Linked DNA regions of Urocitellus parryii: region 1 is linked to region 2. The links are chromatin contacts, called in public Hi-C maps. All regions are on one chromosome and are shown on one strand. The core of a region is the stretch at or near the end of the contact, and the rest is flanking DNA. Distances in the headings are between cores, read along the strand shown.

Evidence for each region. Hi-C and Micro-C count contacts between places; a contact is called where the count stands out from the background.
Region 1: a contact with region 2 is called in a Hi-C map of liver, with 3 times the contacts expected there. The contact joins the promoter of Hey1 here to the promoter of Mrps28 in region 2. A contact is called at or near these places in 2 of 2 Hi-C or Micro-C datasets (liver and muscle).

What each region holds. Positions count from the first base shown.
Region 1 is chr7:52,719,247-52,726,105 of mUroPar1.hap1, reverse strand. It overlaps Hey1 (hes related family bHLH transcription factor with YRPW motif 1), which reads right to left and starts at 4,359. Exons shown (of 5, transcript XM_026383168.2): 1 at 3,896-4,359; 2 at 3,549-3,624; 3 at 3,325-3,408; 4 at 2,925-3,006; 5 at 218-1,975. The coding sequence starts at 3,984. The coding sequence ends at 1,392.
Region 2 is chr7:52,487,220-52,494,421 of mUroPar1.hap1, reverse strand. Mrps28 (mitochondrial ribosomal protein S28) reads right to left here and starts at 1,567. Exons shown (of 3, transcript XM_026382742.1): 1 at 1,333-1,567. The coding sequence starts at 1,542. It overlaps Tpd52 (tumor protein D52), which reads right to left. Exons shown (of 7, transcript XM_077800388.1): 7 at 5,511-7,202.

The sequences.
Region 1 (6,859 bases), core at 3,110-5,609, 230 kb before region 2:
GGGGCTGGGGGGCACTCCAAAGCTCTACATTGTAAGGAAGTCACGTTATTCAAAACTTGAATTTGCAGTTTAGAATTCCAAGAGTAATGAAATTGGTAAATATATGAAAATCGATTGGAAGGAAAAAAATGAAAGAATTTTGTCTTTTCTTAGCCTATAGAGGGAAAGGCCAAGGAATGTAAGACATACACAGCAGAATACTTTGTTCTTTGTTTTTTATTTAGTCACAACACATCAGTACAACAGAGGTCAAACCCAGTTCAGTGGAGGTTGTTGAAACTACACCTGCTAAAGGAATAAACCTGTAAAATGATACATTTATAGCCCAAATCAGATTAAATAAACCAAAGAGAAGAAGGCAGCAAAGCCCCTTTAAATATCTCAACAACCACATTTCCATGCACCAAAAGGAAAACACAACATAAAAAAAAATTTTTTTTTCAGTTCAAAAAAATACAGCAGCTCCAGGAAAATTAGGTCATACATTTAGCAGGTTCCACTGTACTATTCAATTGACCACTTGCACACGTGATCACTTATCCAGGTTAACACTTAAGAATTTGAGATCTGTGGGATTAAAAATTAATTGCATTGCTTGGGGCTGGTAAATGCAGGCATATTCTATGCAATTGTCTTCTGTTTCCTCTCCAACACTCCCAATGGGGCCCTAACCCACCAGTGGCTGTCTCCTAGGCCTGAATTGCCAGAAGGGCAAGTTCTAGCAGACAATGGCACTTGGTTCAGTGGATTCAGGGTCACTGATAGTATGTACATCCAACTGACTGCTGAGGAGGCAGAGAATTAACTAGTCTTCTTTCTTGGATAAAGCTAATCATCTGATTTGTCACCGCTTTGTTTGGAAATATAAAATTCAATATAGTTCCCCCTACACACAAAGAATATTATTCATACACCTTAATCTCTCAAAATATTAACAAACAGAATCATGTTAACATTGAGCATAGTGGTTTGAAAAATTAATTCTAAAATCAGACTGCAACTATACAAGGAGAAAAACAGACCAAAAACACTAAAGTTTATGATTCCTAAAACTCTGAGGCAAAATGGAATCATTCTTAGATAGGTTTACAAAGTAAATTAGACACAGTAAAAACCTATCACAAAGAATAGGTTTGTACTATCTCAATTAAATGTTTTAAACAAAAATTAACAACTAGTTTTTTTAAACTGCCAATATATGACATGATAAAAAAATTAAAAAGAGTAAACCAACAAACCTTTAGTCTTTAAAAAAATTTATCTGAAAGTGTACCTTTTTCCTTTTTACTTTTACTGACGACTTTAAGGTGATGTTGGCAACAGTCCAGCTCAGCTGGGATTTTAAGTTTTCCCCTCCCTCTTTTTTTTTTTTTTTAAATAACATCAGTTTTTTAAAAAGCTCCGATCTCCGTCCCCCAAGGTCTATAGGGCTTGCCAAGGTTTGCCGCCTGCGTGGGTGCCGAAGGGCTCAGTGCATTGGGAGAGAGTAAATGGAAGGAGCCAAAGGAGAAGGGGAAGGCAGACAGCGAGGCTACTGAGGACAGCAGAGGCGGTGAGAGTTTGGAGGCAGAGGTGACCACGGGAAGAACCGGTCCAAGGCCGCCAGTAGGGGGCGCTCGCAAAGCAGGAGCCTCCGGATGTGCCGAGGCCAACCTGCCCTGGTGGTGTGGTTCCGTGGGCGATGCAGCGGTGCCAGCGCTGCCGTGGCTGTTCTGGGGCAGCAACAGCGGGTGCGCGATGTGTGGATGATGTCCGAAGGCGCTCCCCCAGGGAATGTGTCCAAGACCCGCGTGGGCGCCACTCGCAGCTTCCCGCTGGGAGGCGTAGTTGTTGAGATGTGAGACCAATCGAAAGCGAAGCGGGTCGGAGGCATCTAGTCCTTCAATGATGCTCAGGTAACGGGCAACTTCCGCCAGGCATTCCCGAAACCCCAAACTCCGATAGTCCATAGCTAGGGCATGTGCGTCAAAATAACCTGAGAAAAGAACAAAAGAAAAAAACTCAGGGTTTTGCTCATTACCCGCCTTTCTTCCTCCCCAAAGGCAGTCTTTTCTGGCAAATACCTAGTCTTGAAAACAGAACAGTCACGGGGGTTCTCCTGCAAACCCAAATACTCTGGAGCGGACCAAAAATCTTTGCATTAATCAACATGAGTAGAATGTATTTGCTAATGCAAGTTCAAAGTCCAATTAGGAGCTGCTGAGCACAAATTGGAATTATACCCTACCAGCAGATGAAACTATGCTCATTCCTTTAATGTTTTCCCTCAACAACAACAAAAAATACATCAAGGACAGAGAAACCACAGAGCAGTGAAATTCATTAGACACACAGATGTAAGTTATCATCGTGGAGCTTTTAGGCACTTGGTCCTCAGTAAAGCATTTTCCAGGCTGGAGACAGAGGAGACCGACCCACAGACCTTGGTCTCCCACCTTCTGTTAGGTTTTTCTCTACTAAACCACAACAGGTTTCTGTCCTGGATGTGATGTGTCAGCTCCTTAATAATAATAATAATAATAATAATAATAATAATAATAATCCTATGTAAGAAATTAAGAATATATGTACATGTGTGTGCATGCTATTTCTCAAAATTGCAATGGACAAATGTGGCAGATATCTGAATCAGGGCTGTCAAAACTTTAGAGGATCTCAGAGACTTTTTTTTTTTTTTTTTTTTTTTGGATAGGCACTTTCCAAAAGATGCACTAGCATAATTTGCAAAGGGCTGGGGTAATATATTTAATGGAAAAAATCAGATGTTCAATTAAAGTCATACTAACAGGCAAGCGCACATGCCACACATCCTTCTCTGCCCACCCCCAGAGAAAAAGCAGGCAGGAACTGCACCAATCCTGGACTATGCCTACTGTTCCCTGTACCCTGACGAGATAGAGGTCTCCAGGACTAATAAGAAGTACCTTTCCCTCCTGCCGTGTGCAGCATTTTCAGGTGATCCACGGTCATCTGTAAGATCTCAGCTTTTTCTAGCTTAGCAGATCCCTAAAGAAGAGAATGACAAAAGACTGATTTGGCACGAGTGCCTTTGGTGGAAAACATATAACACACACGCACACACATATACATATTATATAATATCACATATTATATAATATATATGTTACTCTTTCTCTGTAAATCAACAAGTGTGGACTAAAGCAAAATTGTCTTCACAAAATCCGTTGGAAAATCTGTATGAATTCATCGAGACATAAGCAACACGACTATTTTCCAAGACATGAATAAGGTTCAGATTTATGGGGGAAGGAGTCAGAAGGCGCAGATAGCTATACTGATAACTCTACCTACTTTCTCCATTACCTGCTTCTCAAAAGCACTGGGTACCAGCCTCCTTAGCTCAGACAAACTGTTATTGATCCGGTCTCGTCGGCGCTTCTCAATGATCTGTGGGAAGCAGGCAAAACAAAGAAGGACATTTCCATGATGACTGCAAATTTCAAAGAGAAGAAATGTGATTCTTTCTGTTAATTAATAATAAAATTTAAAAAGAGGAGCAATCGTTCAAAATAAAATTTAAAACTCACGCCTCTCCGTCTTTTCCTGGCCAAGATCTGGGAAGATGTAGTTGGGGACATGGAACCTAGAGCCGAACTCAAGTTTCTGAAAGGAAAGGGGGTTGCGGGGGAGAACAGTCGTTAAGCGAGTGGAGATGATCTAAGGGTAGCCCCAAAGCCCTTCTTGCACTCAAGACTATTTTGGCAAATTGGACTTGAAGGTGACTCGAGGGTCTCTCGCCACCGGCAGTGGCCAGCCTGCGACGCACACAGGTCGGCTCAGAGCAGCAGCTCCTGAACCCTCGCCCGCTGTCACCGCTGCCAGTCAGTCGGGTCTCTCCTCCCTCTCTGGCCCCGCTCAACCGTCTCCAAATTACCCATTCTCGTCCGCACTCTCCTTCTCCACCTCTATGGTCTCGTCCAGCTCGCTATCCGAGGAGCTGTACTCGGGGTGAGCTCGCTTCATGCTGGCTGCGCTGGGGCTTCAGGGGAGGGTCGACGCAGTGGGCAGGGAGGAGTTAACAACCGCGGCGCCTCTCAGCGCTCGGCTGCTAGCGTTCAGCACACACTGATCCCGCTCACGCTCTGCCTCCGGTTAAAACTCAACCATCCCTTTCCCACGCTGAGCCCCTTCCCAGGGCCCTAGGGAGGGCGGGGGCGTAGGGAAGACGGTGAGGGGGCGGAGGGGCGGGGCCGAGGCTCCCGGGCAACCGCCTCCCTGCAGCCAATCCAGCTCCTTACTCCGCTGAGTGGCAGATGCTCAGGGGAGGGGCGGGGGCGAGACTGAGGGCGAGGGCGGACAGCGCCTCCGCCCCCGCGCCCGCCCCTGCCCGGCGGCGGTGCGTCGGCTCCACGGGGGCTCTGCCCGGCCTCCACTTGTGGGGAAGGAGGAGGTGCAGGCGACGGTGGGCCGGCGGCGAGGAGGCGCGGGAGGCCGGGTCGGGACACCAGCCCGCCGGCAGCCGCGGCCCCGCCCCGCCCCGCGCGCCCCGATTGGCCTGGCCGTGCGCCAGGGCCGCGCCTGCAGCGCCGCCGGTGAGCCGCACGCGCCGCGGGCCGTGGGAAAGTGCCGGCGCCCCGGCCGCCAGCCAATCCGGGCGGCTGGCGACGGCGACGGCGGCCGCGCTGGCGGCGGCGGCGGCGGCGCTGGGCGTCCGCATGAATGGAGAAGAATGGCCAGGCGGGGGAGCGAGGCTGCGCTAGGGCGCACCGCCCGGACTGAGCGGCCGCGGGCTGGGCTCCCCGTGTGAACCTGTAATCGGAGCCTGGGCGCCGGCCGGCCCCGGAAGCCACCGCCCTGAGCCGCCGTAAATCTCGGCTACGTAGCCGCCAGTGCTCCGCGGCTGCAGGCGCGCGCTCTTGGCAGGGCCCGGCTGGGTGCACCTGGCGGGGCCTCTCGCTGGTCGCTCCGTGGAACCAGCAGGAAACCCAGAGAGGTGTCTCTTGTGCTCCGGGCACGTCCTTTGTGGCTACCAGCCCAGAGGCTAGTCACATGGAGGAGCAGGACGTGGTTTGGGGGATGTTCTTCCGTTTCTGGGGACTGAGCCCGCCAGTGTAGCGAGACGCTTCTGCAAGGGCTTTCCAGTCTCCAGCATGGAATGAACTCCCCATGCATCTAATTTCCGGGGAAGTGGAGCGCTGGTTTTGTAGGCTAAGTCGGGGAGGGGGGAGTCCCTGGGGATATTCATCATGTTGGTTTTCCCCCAACCCTCACCCTCCTCCCCGCCCCGCGTTGGCTGCCAGATCCTCTCAGCCGGCGACAGGGTGGCGGGGCGGGCGTTTGCATCTGAGGCCTGCCTCACTGCGAGGATGTATGTCTCTGATCAGTAGACAACGCACCACACACACAAATACACCGCCTTCTGGCTTCGGTTGTGGCATGGCGCATAGTAGATGCTCCATGAAGTTTTCTGCGAGGATCCCAGGAAGACGGACTTGTAAAAATACAGTTTTAAATCTCAGAACTGATTCCAGGATTTGTACAGAAGGTTAGGATGGTTGTTTTGAAAATCGACTGCTCTATACCTTACAAAACTGTAGAGTGATTCATCTCACATTCTTGAGTAGCTTGAGGGAAAGCTTAATAAACGTCGGAATATTAAAAAAAAAGATTTTTTTTTTTTACTTTTGCAAATAGCTTCTTTGTTTCTAGACCTCATTCATTGTAGACCTTAATGCCATCTTAACACACCTTGAAAGCCACACTGAAGTGGCCTGAGTTTAATTGACGTCTTCCTTTCTGAGCCCCCACCACTTCTACATACAGGTCCAACCTCTCATCTCCCACTGAAGCTTTAATCTGCTTCACCTTAACCTTTAACCTCTCAGCCTTTCCTTCCATCCCCCTCTGTTTCCGTGTCCAGGTTGGGTTCCTACATACTGGGTTTGTTCTTCCTGAAATCCAGACCACTGTTCTTCCTCATACTTCCCCACATGCTGCCTGTCAGTTGTCAATCCAAGATCAGACTCACCACCTATTTTCTCTGCTCCTTCTGCAGGTAACAGAGCATCCTGGAGGTTGCTGCTATCACAAAACTGGAAGTTCTACTTCAAAGCTTCTTTTTACTCTCTCAGTCTTCAGTCAGACACATCACACTGCATGCCTCTTCCTTCCCAGAACCTGATGATTCAGAAACCAACTCTCTGCCTTTCAAAAAATCCCTCTGATATTCTGTTTCTTCTCCTAAAGTGACAGGCCACTCTGCCCCCAGGAACAGTGTGTCCATTCCTCTGTGGATCTGTAAGCTTTCCCAGCCTATAGCACCTGCAATGAGTCAGGTCTTCTTTGGCCCATTTTCACTGCTGTGTACAGGTGTGGACAAGCAGCAGGTGAGAGGAAAAGACAGGGTGGGGTTGACCATGCTTGATCCCTCTCTGATACCTAAATGAAATATTCTCACATATACATGTTTACTGTCAAAAAAGGAGGATATCGTCTCATTCTTTCATGTGCCCAACAAACACTTATTCAGTGCCTTCTGTGTGCCTGACACTGTGCTAGGAGGGCCTGAGAAAGGAAAGTTGACCCAAAACTCTAGAAGAGCCCTACCTTCCTAGAATTCACATCCCAATGGGGAAATCAGATAATACACCAGGAAAATGGTTATTGATGCCTCAAAGTTTGGGAGCGAGAACACATTATGAGATCTGGGAGGCCTCTTCTGAGTTTGGGTAGGGACTTAAGTAAGATCAAGATGAGATGGGTGAGGGGGTTCAGTTGTTGCCAGGAAGAGTGGGGGTGGCAGCTCCTCCCCAGAGTGGAATCAGAGGAGAGAATTGGGCTGAGGGTCCCTGTAATGTTCTCACCACTTGCTTTTTGTAGAGTATTTATCCTGGAAAGC
Region 2 (7,202 bases), core at 318-2,817:
AGGTATGGTAGACAGAATAATGTGCCCCTAAAGATGTCCACATCCAAATTCCTAGAATTTGTGAATGTCACCTTCTGTGGCAAAGAGGAATTAAAATGCAGGTTGGATTAAGATTGCTAATCAACTAATTTTAGAAAAAATATTGTGGATTATCTGGCAGATCCAATATAATCATAAAGGAGCACAAAAATGAATGAGACATAACAGAACTCCCTGTGAGAGGGCCTCAACCTATTGTTACTGGCTTTGAAGAAGCAAAAGGAGGCCAGGAGCCAATAAATGGCAGTGGCCCCCATAAATTAGAAAAGGCAAGGAAACAGTTCCTCCCCAAAACCTATGGAACAGGAAATGCTGCCAACACCTTGGTTGTAACCCAGTGAGACTGCAGACTTCTCACAACCCTCAAAATAACAAATTTGTCTTAAGCCACTAAACTTGTGGTAATTTGTTACAGCAGAAGAGAATATACATCAGACTTCTTTTATACCTTGGATCTTAGGAAAATTTTGACTCTAACGACTAAAATGATCCTACAATCCAAGAAACTGCCTATTAGCTATTTGATACTATTCCCCAAGGAAATAAATACAGAAATTGAGAATTTTTTTAATATATCCAATTTCATGTCTGCTGAATGCAATAGTAAAAAACAAAACAAAAACAACATCTGTACCTGTCTATTTCCTTTATTTCGCTTATTTAGTTATTTCGTACTTTAGAAAAATATTGGTAAGGCAAAGGGGTAATAAACCCAAAAAAGTCACTTACAGAAAAGGAAAGTGAAGCACTGACCTGTTAAATCACTTGCCCAAGTTCAGAAAAATAGTAATTCCATCGTTCCCCTATTTAACAAATGCTTAGAACAGCTACCAAGAAGCTCCACACTGGAGCTGTTGTATAGAAGGAGACCAAGCAGAGCCTTGCCTCTCCCAGTGTGAGTCCACTTCTACCAGTCCCCGGACTCGCCCCAGACCGCCTCACTGGCAGCGCTCCCTGCTGCCCAAGGGCCAGCAAGACCCGCGCTTACAGAGTCAGTCACATAAAAGTACAACCAATGAAGAAAAACACCAGCCACGCGCTCGGCAGCAAGCCGCCAGCCACAGAGCCAACATACGGCCCAACAACCGCCCTCCAGCCTCCCAGGTTCCCAGGTCCCCCAGGTCCCCCAAGCCACCAGCCACCTCCAGCCCTCCCAGTTCCGGTTCCCCTCGCCGACTCCCCGCCCACCATCCGGCCCGGCCCCGCCCACATGTCACTGGCGTGGCCCCACCCTTTACGCCGGCCCCAGCCACTCAACCGCGTCGTGGGCGTGGCTCCGCGGCTGCCTCTCACCCGTCGGAGCTCCGCCTTCCGCTGCAGCTCTGAGTGCCGCTCCAACGCGCTGGCAAAGCCGCCTGGACTCGTCTGAGGCTTCGAGGAATCGGAGCTCCCGCTTTCGGAGCCACTCTCAGTGCCTGCGCTTCTAAAGGGCCTAGAGAAGAGAAACACTCGCAGAAAATGGCTCTCGGCAGCCACGGCACGAGTCCCACACAGCGCCGCCATGACGCCTTCACAACCTCTGACCTACGGCCTCCGTTCCGCAAGCGTGCGGGTCAAGGGCGGAGCGAGGAGAGGCCCGCCCACCGGCCGCGGAGCCAGGAGGACTGGCTGTTTGAGGGCTGTGCTGTGCTGATGAAGAAGTGTAGGAGGTGGAGGTTTAAGTTAAAATGCATGGACTATATCCTCAGGGACTGGAGATCGCCGTTTCGTGTGGGAAGTGCGCTTAGTTCATGGCAGAGTGCGGTAATGCAACCTTTCAGGCTCCCTCAGTTTTCCCTGTTAACCTACTTAGTTCTCCCTGTTATCCTACTTAGAATTGGAAGTTATCTCCCTGTTACCCAACTTAGAATTGGAAGTCCGGATATGCACGCCAGTGCTCTGCTTTCTTTGTGACTTTGAGCACTTAAAATTTTAGGTGCTTTCCGAAGTTTCTCCATGAAGGAAGGAATTTGCTGTTAGGTCTTTTGTACTGGGCACTTAGTAAGACGCAGTTCACATCGAACAATTCACATTCGTGAAATTCTGGATGCAAGTTAATCCTTTGCCACTTCTGGGGCCATTCCTCACGTGAATATAATAATCTGAGACGTCTGTCACCTCCTAATAGCTATTGTACCTTCTAGTGTTAAGGAGCTCGGTCCTTGCAAGAACCAGGCAATGCAAAAACCTGCCCTTCAAACCCTGATTCTTGTGATCAAGTCAGAAATATTTCAGACATGTTGCTCAGAGTAACAGGAATGAGTTTATTGAAAGGATAGGGAAAAGGAATGTGGACACTCTCAAAGGAGAGAATTGCCTCTATGAGAGGAGAGAAACAATGTGCCATTCTTACACTTATTGCGGATTCCAGAGATGTTTCCAAAATGTCCCACCCAGGTCCACCTCATGACTTTTGGCTGACAGCAAGATGACATCAGTCTTTCAAATCCCTACTGCCTTGACAACTCTAGGTCACCTTAGCCCATGCTGGCCAGTTCTAATTGGATTTTTTAAAAAATATTTATTTATTTTTAAGTTTTAGGTGGACTCTTAACCATATATTCTTGTAGATTTTAAGGCTAGGAGGAACTATTCTTATCTCCTAATATTTCCGTATCTGGTCATAAAAGGCTCCTCCTTCAGTGCAACTTGGGGTCCTCTTAACAACCACCTGTAGTTCTCCTGCAGATAACTGGCAGTTTGCTGAGGAATGGCCAGACAGAGCTGCAGGTAAACTGCTTTCTGGAAAAGAAAGCATGTGGGGGCAGCACACTGGGCCCATTTGGGGGGAATTACTCTTAATCTCTATGTTCCCACCATTCACATCTGTATGTTCCCTAACATTAGGGAATTTCAGATAGTGCCTGTGTATTGTACCAGAGGCTCTGTCACTTTTTTTACCTCAATATTATTAATTCCGAGATTTTGCCCACCCTCTTCAAACACCATACTTCACTTTTTAATGAATGAAGTAGTTCAGCCATCTTTTACCCAGTAGTTTTAATGTTAACCTGCAATCAAGCTGTTTTGGAGACAAGGTGGCACACACTTTTCCATGACATTTGAAAAAATTACCGAGGGAAGTACTTTTTAGGACCACAAACCCTATTCTACTAATGCCTCTGACTAGGGATGCCTTTCTCATGCCTTGTATGGCATAGACAATGTACAAAACATTAGAAATAATTGTAGGATTCACAATAACTAGCCAACTGTGGGAAGACCCTTATAAATTCAGTAGGAGCTTAATATAAATTCTATTCCAGGTGAGTACTCCCTAGTACTGAAACTCAATAGGTATAGCATGTCCTAGTTCAGCCAAATGGTAAACTTCTCAAGGACTGTGTGATAAGTCATTTTCAGAACAATTCCTGTAGGGTTTTTTTTTTAAAGTTACATGTCGATGGGCTGTGAGTCCACATAAGTAGGCTACATCTTCTTCATACTTTTACTTGAAGATTGAAGGTTACTTCCACAATATTTTTTAATAAGCAAAACTATCTGCCTCTGATAGAGGATCAGAAACAGCAAATGAGGTTTTGCAGGCTTTTTTGCCTATGCAAGCCACAAATAGAAACAGACACTACAGAGGGGCTGTGGTTTTCACATTTTAAGGATTCTGATCCTGCCCTAACTGCACCTTCCCTCTTGCTTCGTTAAAAATATTCCTCTTTTTTTGCAAGTTAAAACACACACTACAAAAATAATAGTAATGGCAGATGACAAGGTAAGTGAAAAGAAAATAATTCAAATCCTGGCCTCACAAGTACTGGCTATAGTCTCATCAATAAAACTGAAACCACACCCCTAAGAATGAAAGGAAATGTGTAAAATGTCTAGGCACTTAATGAAAGCTCAAAAAATAGCTTATTGATGGCTAGGTGAAGATGACTAGGAGGTGATTAAAGATTTGTGCCTTTTAACCACATATAAATGCCTGAAAGAGAGGGGACTGGTCTAGATGTACAGACTGTCCAAAGACAGTCATTTCAGGTAAAGAAATAGATAAGCTCATTAAGAAGATGGATTCTGTAAATGATGAAGATAGGCAAATAGCATTTAAGGAATTGTGAAAATACTGTTAGTCAAATTGGAAAATAATGGAATTAATCCTGGAAAGCAAGAAAACCTTTAGAGAATATTGAAGATAGCCACTTAAAAATATAATTCAAAACCCAAAACGTGTTTTGCTTTTACTGTGTAGTAGAAAAACCATCAAATTAAAATAATTCACACTGACCAGCCTCAGTAACATCAAAATTACATGAGTTGGGCAGGGTGGTGCATGCCTGTTATTTCAGATACTTAGGAGGCTAAATGAGAAGTACAAATTTGAGGCCAGCCTGTGCAACTTGGGAAGACCTCGTCTCAGAAAATAGAAAGTGCTGGGATGTGTGTGGTAGAATGTCCCTCAGTTCAATCCCCAGTACCAAAAAAAAAAAAAAAATTATATGAGTTTTCAAGAATTTGAGTCACCAAACAGCATTTATTGAAGTATGAAATCCTGGCAGGTGACAGGCACATGCAAACCCTGCTCTCTAAGAGCTCACATACTAAGAGTTTGAAAAAGCCTTTAGATTCATTTTGGTTTCAACATCAGAATATGGAAGTTTTGAAGTTTGCTGGTTTATTCAAAAGCAATGTTTTCTATTAATTGTGACCCACCCATGGTCTCTATAACTGATATATAATTATGGGACCATCACTAAAAATGATTAACCAATGGCCAAATGTCTTCACTACGTGCAAAAATCAGAGTTTTCATCTGGTTTTAACTATAAAGAAACATGATTTTGACAAACTGCCTTATGCAGCATTTTCTCTGGAACATGTGCAGCAAATAGTCACTTCATAAATGCCTTTTGGTAGCCAGCATGTAGCTTTCTCATTTTTGCTTGATAACATTGATTCCATACAGCTGTCACGGTTCCTTACATATCCAGGATAGAACAGGTTTGGAGTTAAGTTTGCCTAATGGACTTACCCCTTTCCTCCACAGACAGGTAATACATACAAAAGAACCCATACCCAAATCATAGAATTTTTATTGTTTTCAAATATTATACAAAAAATAGACAGTGTGTGTATCTTAAAGAACAGTCCAAATTGTTTGGTGGTTTTTTTTTTCTTTGTATTGCAGTAATTAAGTTGCTAAGATGATAATCCAATCAATGTGTTCCCTCTTCATTGATTACTTTGGTCTTACAAGCATACGAATCATGCAATATTCCCACACTCTATAATTTAAAGGCATTCCTATTTGTAAGACAGAGTTGTTGTCAGTGATATTTTCTTCTGTTACACTTCTTGAATCCTTAAATATCCAAGATTTCACTTTCCTGCTGTTTTCTTGTAGTGTCACATAAAACACACAACAGAGTAGCCAGGACCTCTTTCTGGGTTTTCCTATTAATCACTTTTACAAATTTCTTAAATATCTGTCTCATGATATTAAATCTACCACAAAGAACATTTTGCATAGTATGTCTAAATCCAGTTTTATTTTCCTAAATTCATCCTCATTCTTTACTTTTAAGAAGCAAGTGTTGGTTGGTTAGTTGGTTGGTTTGGTTTGTAGACTGGAAAGATGTCTACAAAAATGATTGGCTGGGGGGCAAACAAGATAAAAACAAAAAATAATTCTCCAGTTCTTTCATGACTATCTCCAGTACTCACCTTCATATACCCATTCCATTTCCCATTCCAATTTCCATAATTTTTTTGCATACACACAGTAAAAAGATATGAGAATATTTCTCTTAACTAAAGAAATTGCCATCTTACTCTATTTGGCAGTGTTGAAAAGACATGAACAAGGCAGGACACCCAAGAAACAATGTGATGAACTGAAGATGATTGAAAAACAACAAATTTTTTAAAGACTAGTTGTTGGGAAAAATAACTTAACAGCTATGAGGAACAACCATAATATTTCTATAAAGTGACAAATTTCTACAAAGCTCTCTTCTGGGCCAATGCTTCAACTTTTATCTTAAAGCCTTTAGAAGGAAATTAGAGAATGTTAATCTGATACCATTAAGCAGTGGTTTAAAGTGGATTATTTTTTAATTGCCTTTTTAAAAGAAGAGGTACCAGTTGATTCTTTTATACAATAAACTATTTCCAGAACACTAGTCTCATAATAGATATTGAGATCTATACTACTGATATACAGAACTTATTAAGTTTTTCACATGTAATAGAGCATAGATTCAACTGCACCAGAGTGCTAACAAAAGCTCTAGCAATCAAGAATGGCAGCACATTATTTTATAAAACCACTTGGGGTTTTTCAAATTTGGTGTTTAGAAGAATTTATCATAAAGACATCTAATCATGCTTTTAAAAAAATGTTTGAGGTCACTCCAAGCTTGGCAATTAACATTTGGCATAAACAATTAAACAATCACAACTCGATAAATAATAGATACGACAATGTAAGCCATTACATTTACAGCATAAGAAAAAAGTGGTGGTGAGTCAGAGTAGAGTTAGAACCTCAGTCTCTATGCAGATCTGTCCAGAGGCTTTGATTCATCAGCCCCAACACAGCTCTCACAGCAGGGGAATGTCTACAGTATCATTTTATAATTTCTAACACACTGAAAACAAGTAGAGAATAATGAATTGATTTTTATTAATGTATTACATCCTCAGGAATTATCACCAAAATATGTTCAAGTTTTAACAGTAATATAACTTTGTGTACTTAAAGGATGCTAAATGAATTAAGTGGAGACAGCAATGTGTTCCCTGATGTGGTTGATTTTAGCATGTTTACAACTAGGTCTAAAACACTTGAACACTGATGGGTGCACTCATATTTTGGCCTACTGAAATACAGTATGTTTGACTCAGAATGATGTCAGTTTACTCTGAACTTTAAACTTGAATCTGAAGAAAAGTTGACATAAGTGGTGAAATAACTAATAGGCTGAAATGCTTACTGTCACGAATGCCAATTAACAAGGATATGGGGGATGGGGGTCCCACTCTCAAGTCACCCAGCAGTGTGAATTACTGTACATATGAAGTTATAACAAAATGGATATAGAACTGTTTATTTTAGTCTGGCATCTTCAGATACCCAAGATAGGTACCTTATATTAAGGAGTGTTTATTCAAAAATGGTTTTTTTTTGTAGTTCGTAGTTCATCCCTTAAGGTAAAGAAAATGACACTAAA